Linked DNA regions of Hordeum vulgare: regions 2 and 3 are each linked to region 1. Evidence: chromatin contacts called from public Hi-C data. All regions are on one chromosome and are shown on one strand. The core of a region is the stretch at or near the end of the contact, and the rest is flanking DNA. Distances in the headings are between cores, read along the strand shown.

Region 1 (4,618 bases), core at 1,324-3,823:
TTGAGATTTGCAACATGTTTTCATATATATGTTTAATAAAATATGGTTTACTCCAATTTAGTACGTCGGTTTTTTCCTTATTTCAAAGCATATTGTAATGTTTCATCATGTATTACAAATCCACTCCAAAACAAATGAACGTTTAGTTGTTGGTACACAACCTGGAAATGCGAAGGGACACACAAGTGCGGGGGCATTCACCTGCCACATCTTGCCGCCCGCTCGTTTTGCCTCGCGATTGGTGCAGTAGTTCAATCTCGTACAAGGGCACATCAAAAAAGGAATTATCTCAAAAACTATTAAGATTCAACGATTAAACTTACGGTTTTTGCATGTAAAACCGCCAAATTTTAACTAGTTTCAGAGATATAATTTCAAGCAATTTTATCTTTGGTCATAGACACACTAATTGATTTGTATAAATCGCTCGGACTAAGTTTCAACATTGAAACTTAACATATATTGTTTTACGTCGCCAAATTATATTCAAAATGAATCTTATTTAAAAGCATTGGTCATGAAAAACACGGACATAAAAACAAAACTTAATTTCAATTTTCATTTAGAAGTATGAAACTTTGAAAATTAAAAGCCAAAAAAGCAGGAATTAGAGACATGCGTGCCCCCTACTTGCGTGACATAAATCCTCTCACGTACACAACCGAATGTGTTATGGTACACTTTGAGACAAGGAAAAAGTATATATACAAAATTAATTTTGTCATGAATCAAGAAGCATGACATGGATCTCAAGACAACGACGGACAGTGAGTACATACACATAGAGTACCATTGATCTACTAGACCATGGTCCAACCACATATTTCTGGAGAAACAAGGATGTTTCTTTTGTCCTTCCCAAGGAAATTCAGCGAATTATTTCCAGATTTCTAGTTTTAACGCAGGACAGAAAGTTAGTGACTGGACTTGCACTAATGAGCAACGATGAGACAAAGTGAGATACTTGGCGCCATCCTCTGTGGAGTTTAGTAATGGTAAGTGCGCTTGCCTAATTATTCGGGTGTGGCCGTTCTAATGATGCCCCGCTCAATGGAACAGAACAAATTCTTCTGAATTCGGATGCATACGCCGCTCATAGGAACCTGCCGCCGACTTTCCATTTTCACTTTCCCTTTGGCTCATGCAGCAAAGATCAAGATTTCTTGCTTCTCTCTGAAACGGTTTCGCTGGGCCATATGTAGATTTGTTGTAAGCAAATCCCCGGTGGGAATTACGACCGTTGGTCGGCATTTCCTATTACGTGTAGGTCATGGTTTAAGCCATGCCCGATATGCGGTGCACCTTTTCTTCTGAAGACAGAAGTGGATTAGCCACTGATCTAGTCTAGAAAGAGAAAAATAGCTGCTCGTTAAGCAAGCTGCTGAGAAAATTCGGGTTGTCTCGAGAACAAAAAGGATAGAGAGAAATCGGCAACCGGTAGGACGCGGAGATCTGCAGGCAATGGGTGGGAAACAACCCCATTGCGTGGCGCATAAAACAAGTGTCGTCAAACTAACTCTCACCATCACTCACTTTCAGCAAGAGAGTCCACCCCATTGCTTTGAGCATACATCTTTGAATATTCATCGTGTGTGTTTTTTTTTTTCCTTTTTTGGGGTTCATAAATCGATGGTAATTCTTGACCCGTCTTTTTCTATCGTGTAGAATCCATTGTGGCTCCGGAAGAACCTCACGCACAAAGTCTACTCTTATCACATCTGGAAATGTACAAGTTGAAACACTAGTAGGAGTAGAGTCTCGTGCACCGGCCGAGTAATGACAGCCCCGCAAAATTTCAACATACGCAACTCAAATTTTCACAACGTGTTTACACCTCTGTACTCCATCTGTACGTACTATCAGCACACTACGCTAGTTTCACATCTCGATCGGGACTCCATCGACGACCCGGGAGATCAACCGGAACGTACGTACACACATTTGTTCCACCGCCCACGCGCTCCAAACGGAGTCCCGATCGACGAGGTCGAGCTAGCTACCTCCCGACGGCGGCGCCGGCGCTGCCGTAGTCCTCGACCGGCACGGAGTTGCGCTTGATGAACTCGAGGCACTCGGCGATGGCCTGCGCGTAGAAGGAGTTGGTCCGCATGAAGGACGCCGCCGGCCTCCTCGGCGCCTGCTGCTGCTGCTGCTTGTGCTTGCTGGCCGCCGCCTCGCCGCCCACGAGCGCCCTCGCGCTGCCGCTCCGTGGGCAGGAGCCGCCGCCTCTCCTGGAGAGCCTTCTGGCGAGGTGGCGCGCGTGGCGGCCGACGAGGCCCAGGAACGTGAGCAGCTTGGCACGCAGCCGCCGCACCGAGAACCGGTTCCTCGCGCCGAGCCGGAACCCCCTCGCCCGCCGCCACCTCCGGCCGAAGCCGAGGCCGATGCCGATGCCGGTGCCGAGCCTCGCGTAGCTCTCCTCCGACGCTGGCGACAGGCTCATCCTGCACGCTGTGATCTGTGCCCGCTCTCTTCACCAGTACGTGGCGTGCGTACGCGCGCTCTAGAGCGTGCGCGTCCTCCTGGCTGGCTTGGCTTTGTGCGTGCGTGGTGATCTGATTCTGGTGCTGGTGCTGGTGTTGGTCAAGTGGCGCGGCAGGGTGGGTATATATGTCCGGTCGGGGCGAGGGAACAAGGCAGGAAGGTAGGTTTGAATCGTGACTTTTTCTGGCGAGAGGATCCCGGCCGGGACATGACAAGATTACACAGCCCATTAGTTTACGGTGCTGATGCTGGGGAGAGGGCATTACGGACAAGCAAAAGCCAGGCACTATGACGTGTCCGTGTAAAATGTGATGATGGGAACCGGCGTACTACCTCGTAGCAGTGTGCTGTGCATGCACTGCCGCGCTCGTACTACGGCCCTTCCGCGTAACAGGCTGGGCGGTCGACCAAGCACTACTGGGCATGCATGCGTGCTGCGGTGACTGCTGGACATGCCAGCGGGCTGGAGCAAGCATGGCTGGGCGGACACTCGACACAGTCACACAGGTGGTTAATCTCTAGTATTAACAAGTACTGACGGAGCGGATCTGTCACGAAATCCCTGGGCACGCGGTATATTCAGGAGGTGGATTTGCATGCGCATGGAAACAGAGGCGTGCTTGTGCTTTGTTCGTATCCTGGAGCGCCTCACCGGCACGCCCCAGTTGCACGCAGACAGTTTGATTCTCTGCCTCCCCCCGGATCACCGTGCGCGCGGGCGGTCGATGCGGGCAGCGCGGATACACGCTGGTGTCCAGCTGCTGCTGCCCTTGTCCTGCCCAGGGCCAAATCTTCTCATGCGATACACTGCCAGCATGCATGCTGCTGCTAACCGGCGGTGACGTCGCGTTGCATGCCCTCGGGGTCGGGGTCACTCGATCTGCTCGACGGTTTTTCCTTCTCTGCAGATGAAAATCTGTTCAACGAATTCGACTGCTTCCCACAGCCGTTCCATGCGTACGTTTCAATCACATGGCGAGATTACGATTAGTGAAGGCAAGTAGAGGTCCAGAGCGAGCCACGCCGGCACGGACGCGCGCACCGCCCGCACCTGCCGAGCGAGGGTGCGTCATGCGCGCGGGGTTATTAGGTGCGGCGAGGCAAGGAAACTGGTGGCGGCCGGCGCGCGATCGGGCCATGCAATGCGGCAGCCGATGTTGAAATCGATCGCTGCTGCCGCTGCGCCGGGACCTCGCGCGCGGTGTGTCGTCCGGTGGCCGCTCATCTACGACCGCACGGGCGCACCGGCCTGTGTGTGAAGGGGACACGCTTCCCCGGGGAGAGGGAGGGGAGGCCGGAGCGAAGGGGACACGTGTGGCGGTGGCGGCGTCCATGTCGTCTTGCCATTTTCCATTTGTTTGCGTAGGCTGCAGGTGTTGGTGAGCGAGGAACCACGTGTTTCCGCGGGCACGCGAGGTGACTAAGAAATGGGGTTCGGGGGTCAGGACAGGAGGAGGATTGTTTAGGACTTTTTGGCCGGAGTTTGTGATGATGAATTTGACTCAGGGGTGGGGAAGGACGGAGTACGTATGCTTGCTTCGCTCCCGATCTACGCGCTTAATCATGCTGTTCTTGTTCTTCTCGTTTGGAAATGAATAATGGGAAATGCGCACGTTCGCTCTCCTTCTTTTAGGGCTTCCTCCAGCCTGGGGTCTGATGTGCGCCGGCGGTCTTCGCTTCTCGCCTCTTCACTGGCTCGAGGCACGGCGGCGTGTGTTCATCGTGGTTTGAACGTCAGCCTCCGTTTTTTTAGTATGTACAGTACATAGGGTTTGTCTACTTCTCAGTCGACTTCACCTGATGTCATCCGTTTAATTCTCGTACAGTTTTTTTCTCTTTGCTCTGTTTCATATTTTTGTTTTGGGCTGGGCTGGATGACTAGGCTTAGATACGCTAGACTTTGATGAGGCCCGCCGCTAACCACAGCAGCTTTTTTTTAGACAAGCTAACCACAGTAGCTACAAAGACGAAATTACTAGTTAGCGAATACACCTTTCAACGATTACTTTCATCTTCACAGGTTGTGACAGATGACGCACTGCAAGCGTGCCACTTGTTGCAACCTACGAGTTTTTCATTTTTTCTAGATTCATATTTTTAAAACGTTTTATCTTCTAAAACGTGCGTCTAACTC
Region 2 (4,618 bases), core at 1,178-3,677, 250 kb after region 1:
CTTTGCAAGAGCCTATGGTTGGATGTTTGGACGGCCATCATAGAACCCTCAATTTGAGTTTGTCATATCCAGCTTTCGTCTTGTACTTTTCAAATAGTTCTTGCATCGCAACCACAAATTGTTCATGTACCTTGTTTATCTGTCAAAACCAAGGTATATTAGGATCTTAAACAAGAAGATGGTACCAAAACTTGTTTCCGCAGTTGCGAAGAAACCGATAATGATGTCACTAACGGGTAACTGAGGCTTTCGTCCAGAATGACAAAAAATGCATACCAGATTTTGGCCTTTGATACTTTACTGTCTATTTTCCAGTTCTGTTTAATAGCAAAATCACATCTAATATTTGCTATTTTTTTTGGTCGAATGCTAAAACGCTCAGAATGATTCTCACCTCATCATATGTAGGCTGGGGATTTTTCTGAACCTCAATTGGTCTTCCAACAACCAGATGAAGCGGTGTTGCGAAAGGGATGGGAGTCCTGTATTACAGATTTACACATGTAAACTCATGAATGCCAATACGAATACTGAATCTAAATTCCATTTACACGAGTAAAATCAGTGAAAATGTACTAAAAATAAGATATACACACTCAAGAGCATTACCCGTATTTCCCAAAGAAAACAATTGGAGTAAATTTAATCGCTCTAGCAATCTTGACAATCAACTTGCCACCTGGTCTCCACCACTTGTACACATGGCTCTAATAGAAAATAGCACAAGTATTCATTTCAAAGTTAGGTAGCCTGTTCAAGTCAGCAACCAATCCACTTCCATCAACATTTATTATGCACCCATGCATGAAATCAAGGATACTGAAATAGGAGTATTGCATATCATGTGACAGGTCACAGGAGAGGCGGCGTTACCTGTCCGAAGCAGAAAACAGGGACTAAAGGAGAACCTGTCTCCATAGCGATCTTAACAAAACCTTTTCTTGATTTCAGAAAAGCAACCTGAAAATTGCAAGAATTGCTGGTCATTACGGCATACGTTGACTGATAACAACATGTAATCAGTGACTATGCAAGAAGAAGAACGCCACAAACCTCTGAATCGTGATCCATGTGAAGCATCTCCTGTACACCTCCGGGCACCACGATGCAGGTATAACCAGCTCGAAGGTAGGAGTAGAAATTCTTTCTTGACGCTGGAACCAAACCCAACCACGTCCATATCTGCCTCAAGAACGGAGTGTAGAACACCTAACGCCGACCAGAAACCCACCAATTAAGAGCACACCCACCAACAGCTTACAGAATGATTGAATTCAGTCAGATATCGTAGATGCGCACGCAGGAAGGTAATGAGGGGTTCCTCACCGCGGTGCTTGCAAGAACCTTGGTCTTTGGCAATGGCATGAATCCAACAAGGTCCAGGAGGGCCCCAAGGCCGATGGGCAGAACAGAGTGCGGTTCATAACCAAACACTGCAAGGTGCAAGCAAAACAAGATTGAAATCACAAATTAAGCGGCTCTGCACATGAAAGGGAGTCCCAATCTTCTTTCCTGCTCAACTTTTACTACTCCTTTAGACCGAACAAATAAGGGTAGATACGCTGATCCAAGCATGCCTACTCCAGGGAAGGAAGCTCACCGTAAGCTCTTTTGGGGTCAAATGCTTTGTAGTCCTCCACATGTAGAGTGACGGGGAAGTACCCGACGACGTACTTGCTTATGAATCTGCGGAGTCGCCCGCCGTATGTGAGATCCGGGGAGAAACGGCAATGCACGGGCGAGGAGGAATCGAAAGAGGGGGAGGGGGGAGGAGGCGAACCTGGCGATCTTGCGTCCCGGCCTGCTCTTGTCATTGACGGGCACGAGCATGAAGAAGAGCTGCGTGCCGAGCACCCTGCACCATCGAAAGGAGCACGAGGGCTGATTACGATTAACTGGCAAGGAGAGCAGCAGCAGACAGCGGAAGGAGAGGGGGGAGTGGATCAGTGGACGGACATGGCGGCGACGCGGCGGGGGAGGAGGAAGATGGAGGCGAGGAGGAGGAGGACGTTGAAGTGGATGGCCCCCAGCCAGAGCGCCAGCGCTAGCGTGGTGCGCAGCGGCGAGTAGGCCGTGGCCCTGAACACCGTGGTCCCGTCCGGCGCCGCCTCGGCCGCGGCGGCTGCGCCGTTGCTCAGGCCATTCCCCGCGCCCATCCCGCCGGGAGGAGGAGGGCTTCTCCCGCGTGCGTCGCGCGCGGTTGCCCCCTTCCTTTTCTCCGGTGGTGGTGGTTTTGTCCGTGGCCCCGGGGGTCTGTGCGGGCGGAGTCGTCCACCTCCTTCCTCCTCGATCCTTTTTCCTGCCGCCTGCCAGCCTGAGATTACTTGCGTTGCCTTTGCAGGTGCCGTGCGGATCCTCGGCGCGAGCCGTCGGATCGTAGCGTGCCCGCCCACGCGGCCGGGGCGGATCCGCGCGGACTCTTCTTGTTTTTCCCCAGCCCGGGTGGCGTGCGAGCTGTGTGTCCCTGCCTCGTCCCGCGCGTCCCCTTCGGGGTAGTTTGACTCTTTTGCGTCGTCCAGATGGTTCCGGCGCTCATTTCATTACTCTTTTTTTGCGGATTTTCTTAAGATGTAAGCCCGTGGGCATACATTACCTGTATTTATTAATTGTAACGATATACAAAGATGATACACATACAAGCAATCGAAAAACAAGATAATAGAAGCACGGTCTAGCCTAGCCTAGGACCAACACGGTGCCGTCGTTTAACGTCCTTTCAACTTTACATATCTGAATTGATTATTGCTGACCTTTTTTGTTACCGTATTATAAGTCTTCCCAGCTCCACATACATCTACATAGTGTGTTTGACACCACCTGACAATCATTCTAGCTTGAGAGTTTTGACTACACCGGTTGTCGATCACCACGTGCTGCTGGGTAAGAACTGGTAAGAATTTGAGATTTGGTTGACGGATTTGTGACACACCACCACCACCACCACCACCACTTTCTAGTAGTCTGTAGGTTCATATTCTTCTGTGTTCCTATTGATGCTAACCACACCAGGATCACAAGATGAAGAGATCGACTAGGAGAGCCTGATCAACCGGGAACTGTATGATAAATTTCAGCAAATGATGGCTGACCAGGCCCACAACTTCGTGACCAGCCTTGGAGAGGCCATTGAGAAGCTAGACGATTTGGATAAGACATTCGACACCAAGATGGACGCCAAGTTCAATGAGGTGCTTGTCCGTCTACCACCACCAGCTGCAGCTTCCGTCGCTCTCCAACCGCAACAACAACGACAACAACAAGACCCGGACATGGTGGGGCGAGCGCGACGTGTGCCTTTCGGCCAAGTTCAGAATTCTGTTGTTGTTGCTCCTGCTGCTGCTCCATCCGCTGCTACTGAGGTTTCTGTGGCTGAGCAGAAAGAGGATTATGATGATGATTACGATGACGAGGAAGAGGTTGCCCCAAGTCAGTACCAAGGACAACAACCACCACCACAAGCCGCAAGTCGTCCACATGGATACAATCGCATTGGTAGGGCTGCACCACCCCCTCACGTGCGGGATCATGACCATCTTCCTAAACTTAAATTGAATATTCCTACATTTGATGGTCGATATGTTCCTGATATATATCTTACTTGGGAGTTAGAAATAGAGCAACGTGTTACGTGCTTACAATTTCCTGAAGATAGACGTGTTGCTGCTGTTGTTTGTTCATTCACTAGTTTTGCTAGTGTTTGGTGGTCTGAACATTGTCGAATACATCATGCTAATATTCCAACTAGTTGGGCTGCTTTGAAAACAGCTATGCGTACTCGTTGGGTTCTACCATATTATCAGCGTGAATTACTTCAAAAATTACAGCCTTTAAGACAAGGAAAAAAATTCTGTAGGAGAACATTATCAGGAATTAAAAATTGGCATGATTGGATGTGGTATTGTTGAGGACAATGAAGTTATGCTTGCACGTTTTATGGGTGGATTAAATAGAGATATTCAGACTATTCTAGAATATAAGGATTATAACACTATCACTCGTTTATTCCATCTTGCTTGCAAAGCTGAATGTGAAGTGCATGATCGACGGGCATTGGCAAGAACTAAATTTTGTGCAGGTCGCACTTCCTCATGGACACCACGACCCTCATATACTTCCACGCGTCCTCCTGCATCCGCACCGCCTACTTCAGCGACCAATTCCAATAGAGATACCAGGAAACAGGCCCCTGCCCCACCTTTCGCCAAGAGCGCACCTTCCGTGCCAGCACAGAGCTCTTCTTCATCCATGGCATCCACACGGCAAACACATGAGGTTATCCGTCGTCGTTGCAAGGGTGGAGGTCATTATGCGAGAGAGTGACCATCCAAGCATGTGATGATTGTTACTGAGGATCGTGGATATGACTCCGCTAGTGATTATGATGAGGAGACTCTAGCTCTTATTGCAAGTAAAGAACATGGTCTAGATGATACTGAACAAGAGACACAATACATGGCTGCTGACTACGTTGACAAGTAGGAAAGCTTAGTTGCTCAATGTGTTTTAAGTGTGCAGGTAACACGGGCTGAGCAAAATTAGTGGCACAACTTGTTCCATACAAAGGGAGTTGTGAAGGAACGTTCTGTTCGCGTAATCATTGATGGAGGGAGTTGCAACA
Region 3 (4,618 bases), core at 877-3,376, 180 kb before region 1:
TGATTGAGTGCTACTACCATGAGATGACCATAACATTCTGCAGTCCCACTCAGGAATTTTAGAGTGAGCCACAAGTGTATAGCACTGAAAGGGAATCTTCTAACCAAGATAGAGGGTGCGCCCTTGTTTGTTACCACAGGTATGAAGCACCTGAAACTAATTACATGAATATTTCCCTTGTAGCCCCAACGGGAAACTTCAAAATAGCACGAAGTGGAAATTACTGCCAGTTCAATAATTCCCCGTCAGCTATGATTGGACACTAGTCGGATCATTTTTTATGGGCACTGCAGAAAATTTGGAACAGGGCATGCCTTGAGAGGAAAGTAATGAAACCCTGTTGAACTGATCTGCTGCATGTGTCCTGTCCTACAAATGGGCAGGCAAGTTTACAATCTGGAGCTGAAGAGGAGAATTTGCTGGCTGGAGCAGCACGCCTGCAGGGGTATGTGCTGAAGCGACATGAGAAGGGTCAGGGGCTAATAAGAATCAAGCTCGACTGAAGTTCGACTGCCACTCCTGAGGATGTCGCAAGAGCACCCGTGTTTTGCAGCCCTGATGGCTCTTTTAAGAGATGTTCATGCAGTTCGATGGAATTAGCTTAAATAATTTAGCTTAGTTCCAGTTAACCTAGGTTTGATAAGCCAGGAAGGCGGTAAAAACCTGAAAGTTTTCAATCGTTCTGTTACATATTTTCTGCTTTCCTTTGGTTGTTGGACCCGTGGTTTATTCTGTTACGGAAAAGTACTGGAGCCCTGCTACCAAGGTTACTCTTATGAAAAAAAGGAAAAATTCCATTACCCTTGCTTGCAAACAGTAAGGTGTTACCCTTGCTTGGAAACACTAAGGTGTCCCTAATAGTCAGCAGGTTTGGGCACCAACAGTCCAACACATCCCAGAAAGCAAACTAATTTTTAGTACAATGTTGGCAATATAAATAATTAAACTCGTTTGTTTTCAAAGCTCAAACACCACATTCTATTGTCACTATAAAGAATAATTCAAAGAAGCAATTGGTCAACAAGCATATGAACATATATAGTCATTAATTCATAGATTACCATATGTATACAAATTGATCACTCGCAACACTTATACAATCAATTCACATAGTGCTATAGTAATACCTGATCCAGCAGCAGTAATGGCCTGACGATACTTCTTATCCTGCACGTCTCCAGCAGCAAAGACCCCCTCCACACTGGTATGTGTAGAGCCCGGCTTGGTGGCCACATACCCATCGGCATGGAGCTCAAGCTGCCCATTGAGAAACTTGGTGGCCGGCTCATGCCCGATGGCGAAGAAAAGCCCGGACACCTGAAGGTCAGACACCTCACCAGTCACCAAGTTCTTGACCTTGACCCCAGCTAATGGGCCGCCGCCTGCACCGCCGTAAGCCTCGACGACCTCCGAGTCCCAGACAACCTGGATCTTAGGATTGGAGAGCGCCCTAGCCTGCATAATCTTGGAGGCGCGGAAGGTGTTGCGCCGGTGGATGATGTACACTTGGGATCCGTACTTGGTGAGGAAGTTGCCTTCCTCCATGGCGGAATCACCGCCGCCGATGACGGCGATGGGCTTGTTCCGGAAGATGGGCGCAGCGCCGTCGCAGACGGCGCAGGCGGAGATGCCGCGGTTCCAGTAGGTGTCGGAACCGGAGAAATGGAGGCGGCGCGCGACGGCGCCCGTGGCGACGACGACGGTGTCGGCGAGGACGGTGGTGGAGTCGGAGGTGACGCGGAAGGGGCGGGCGGAGAAGTCGACCTCGGTGACGGTCTCGGAGAGGATGTTGGTGCCGAAGCGGACGGACTGGGCGCGGCAGTTGTCCATGAGGTCGATGCCCATGATGCCGGTGGGGAATCCGGGGAAGTTCTCGACGTCGGTGGTGGTGGTGAGCTGGCCCCCCGCGGCGATGTCGTTGGCCATCCAGCCCTCGAAGAGCACGGGCTTGAGCTCCGCGCGGGCCGCGTAGATGGCCGCCGTGTGCGCGGCCGGGCCGCTGCCGATGATGCACACGCGCGTGCGGAGCGGCGCCGCGGCGGATCCCTCCATGGCTGCTAGGCTTGGCTACGGCTGCGGCGGCGGCGGCGGCGGCTCAGGGTTTCGGGGGGATTGAAATGTCTGCTCGTGTCGTAGGTCAATGGATCTTACGAGTCCGTGTGAAACGCGTCAAAGAAAAAAAAAAAAAAAAAACAGGTCCGTGTGAGCCAACCGGCCAATCAATGACCGCAGTGAGACTGTTAGACCAGCAATCGTGACTGGTCTGCGATAAAGACAACTGCGTGCAAAAGGGTTTATTTTTCGGCTGTTACGCGTTCATCCACTGTAAACATCCCCATCTGGCGCGCCGATCGGCATTCAGTAATTCCTGAAACAATGGTCGAGTTAAAGAAACAATTGCTTTGTTATAAAAAATAAATTTTAGATTCATTAAATCCTAAAACAAACATCGAGTTTCAGAAACATCGCTTTGTTGTAGAAGTTTTTTTCCTTCGTCTTTCTGGAACAGCGGCCGTGTTACAGAAACAACGAATGGGTTGCACAAACAATTCCTTCAACTCCTGAAACAACAGCCGCGTTACAGAAACAACGAGCGCGTTGCAGAAAATTGGAGGGGGTGAATGGCTGCAAGATTAGAGGGGAGGTAGAGGAAGCAGAATGGAAGAGAAGCGAGGGCTGACCCAGGGCGAGGCGGGGCGAGCCGGCGCAGCGACCGACAACGCAGCGTGAGGTCGACGTTGGGCCATGGGGCAGCGGCGGACTACCATGGGGCGCAGCGTGAGGTCGGCGTCGGGCCATGGGGCAGCGGCCGACGGCCATGGGGCGCAGCGTGAGGTCGGCGTCGGGACATGGGGCAGCGGCCGGCAGCCATGGGGCGCAGCGTGAGGTCGGCGTCCAGCCATGAGGCGCAGCGGCCGACGGCCATAGGGCCATGGACTGACGACGGTGGCGGTTCACCGGAATCCGACAGGCTCGTCACCGCGGGCGTAGTAGCGGGAGCTTTGCGGACGGAGGCGGAGGCGCGGCATGGACAGGTGAGGAGCCCCAGCTTTAGCCCCGTTCCTGAAACAACGCTCCAGTTTCAGGAAACAGGCGCGGCCAGGTCGCTGGGCGCGGGCACGATTTTGTCCGTCAGATGGAGGCGAGATCAATGGACGAGGAGGCGGCGGATAGATCAATCGGATCAGCTGGTGGGAGGTGAGACTTTTCTGACGAGTGCTACGCGTCCGCCGGATGATCATTTTAAAAGATCGATCCGATTACGAGCCGTCGGATATGGCATCATCATGTAGACGTGGCACGTCTTCCATTCGTACAACAAAGCTGGTGTTGCGGAAACTTCTACAACATAGGTCTTGTTATAGAAACTTCTCACGACACAGACGATCTCTCACGCCAGTCGCTCCTCGCCGTTTTATGCAACTAATGCTATGTTTCTCAAATATGGATCATGTTGCAATGTGTGACCACTCACTCTTTAACGTCGGGCGCTCCTCCAATGTTGCAACTCGGGCTATGTTTCTGAAACAAGATCTTGTTACAGAAAAAAACCTCACCATCAAAACATTTTTCTTTCTGAAACAAAAGATATGTCGTAAAAAAAATTGAAACAAGACCCTAGTTGCAGAAAAAAAAACTTCACCACCATGTCGTTTTTTCTTTCCGAAACTAGTCATATGTTGCATAAATCTACTCAAACAAGATCCTTATTGCAAAAAAAATGAATACACGGGACTGATTTGTGACAAGCATGAGCACTAGATCAGAACTGATCGGACGGTTACGCAAGCGGCGGACGCTCGCTTGTGCATCAACCGGCTGAATGATAGTGTTTTCCTTTTTTATCTTTTATTGAGTATGTGCAAACATGATTATGACGTTGGAAGATCTTGGTCGTTCCACGGTTGTGATGAAGTCATATTTCTTATAGCAACTTCAATGCGTCGATCCAAACGGATGGCATTTTTATCCGCATTTTATTTGTTTGGATTGATCCGAAGGACATCCGTGTCCATTTTTGTAATTGGGTGGGCGCATGTGCCCAACGCAACCAATGATCTATTTTTAGGCGGCATGGAAAAATATTTTTCAAAACACTAAATCATTAATTAAACATTTTAGCAGGCCGTGATAGTCCACATTACTTTAAAACATAGAATTTAATAAACTAAAAACGAGAAGGCGCGCTGCCCTAGGCTGTTGGAGAACGTCGCATGGGAAACGAAAATTTTCCTACGCGCACGAAGACCTATCATGGTGATGTCCATCTACGAGAGGGGATATTCGATCTACGTACCCTTGTAGATCGCATAGCAGAAGCGTTAGTGAACGCGGTTGATGTAGTGGAACGTCCTCACGTCCCTCGATCTGCCCCGCGAACTATCCCGCGATCAGTCCCACGATCTAGTGGCGGACGGACGGCACCTCCGCGTTCAGCACACGTACAGCCCGACGATGATCTCGGCCTTCTTGATACAGCAGGAGAGACGGAGAGGTAGATGAGTTCTCCGGCAGCGTGACGGCGCTTCGGAGGTTGGTGGTGATCTAATCTCAGCAGGGCTCCGCCCGAGCTCCGCAGAAACGCGATCTAGAGGTAAAACCGTGGAGATATGTGGTC

Evidence for each region. A called contact is a pair of places that touch in the nucleus more often than the background predicts.
Region 2: a Hi-C map of seedling shows a contact between it and region 1, with 3 times the contacts expected there. The contact joins the promoter of LOC123401009 here to the promoter of LOC123404158 in region 1. A contact is called at or near these places in 2 of 6 Hi-C or Micro-C datasets (leaf and seedling) and 1 of 1 datasets of contacts at active chromatin or transcription factors (embryo).
Region 3: a contact with region 1 is called in a Hi-C map of leaf, with 3 times the contacts expected there. The contact joins the promoter of LOC123401383 here to the promoter of LOC123404158 in region 1. A contact is called at or near these places in 3 of 6 Hi-C or Micro-C datasets (leaf and seedling) and 1 of 1 datasets of contacts at active chromatin or transcription factors (embryo).

What each region holds. Positions count from the first base shown.
Region 1 is chr6H:472,937,945-472,942,562 of MorexV3_pseudomolecules_assembly, forward strand. It overlaps LOC123404158, which reads right to left and starts at 2,574. Exons shown (of 1, transcript XM_045098076.1): 1 at 1,778-2,574. The coding sequence starts at 2,443. The coding sequence ends at 1,997.
Region 2 is chr6H:473,183,131-473,187,748 of MorexV3_pseudomolecules_assembly, forward strand. LOC123401009 (diacylglycerol O-acyltransferase 2D-like) reads right to left here and starts at 2,428. Exons shown (of 9, transcript XM_045094725.1): 1 at 1,957-2,428; 2 at 1,781-1,855; 3 at 1,601-1,686; 4 at 1,327-1,433; 5 at 1,054-1,209; 6 at 874-960; 7 at 610-707; 8 at 395-482; 9 at 1-139. The coding sequence starts at 2,156. The coding sequence ends at 38.
Region 3 is chr6H:472,758,666-472,763,283 of MorexV3_pseudomolecules_assembly, forward strand. It overlaps LOC123401383 (thioredoxin reductase NTRB), which reads right to left and starts at 2,127. Exons shown (of 2, transcript XM_045095169.1): 1 at 1,128-2,127. The coding sequence starts at 2,052.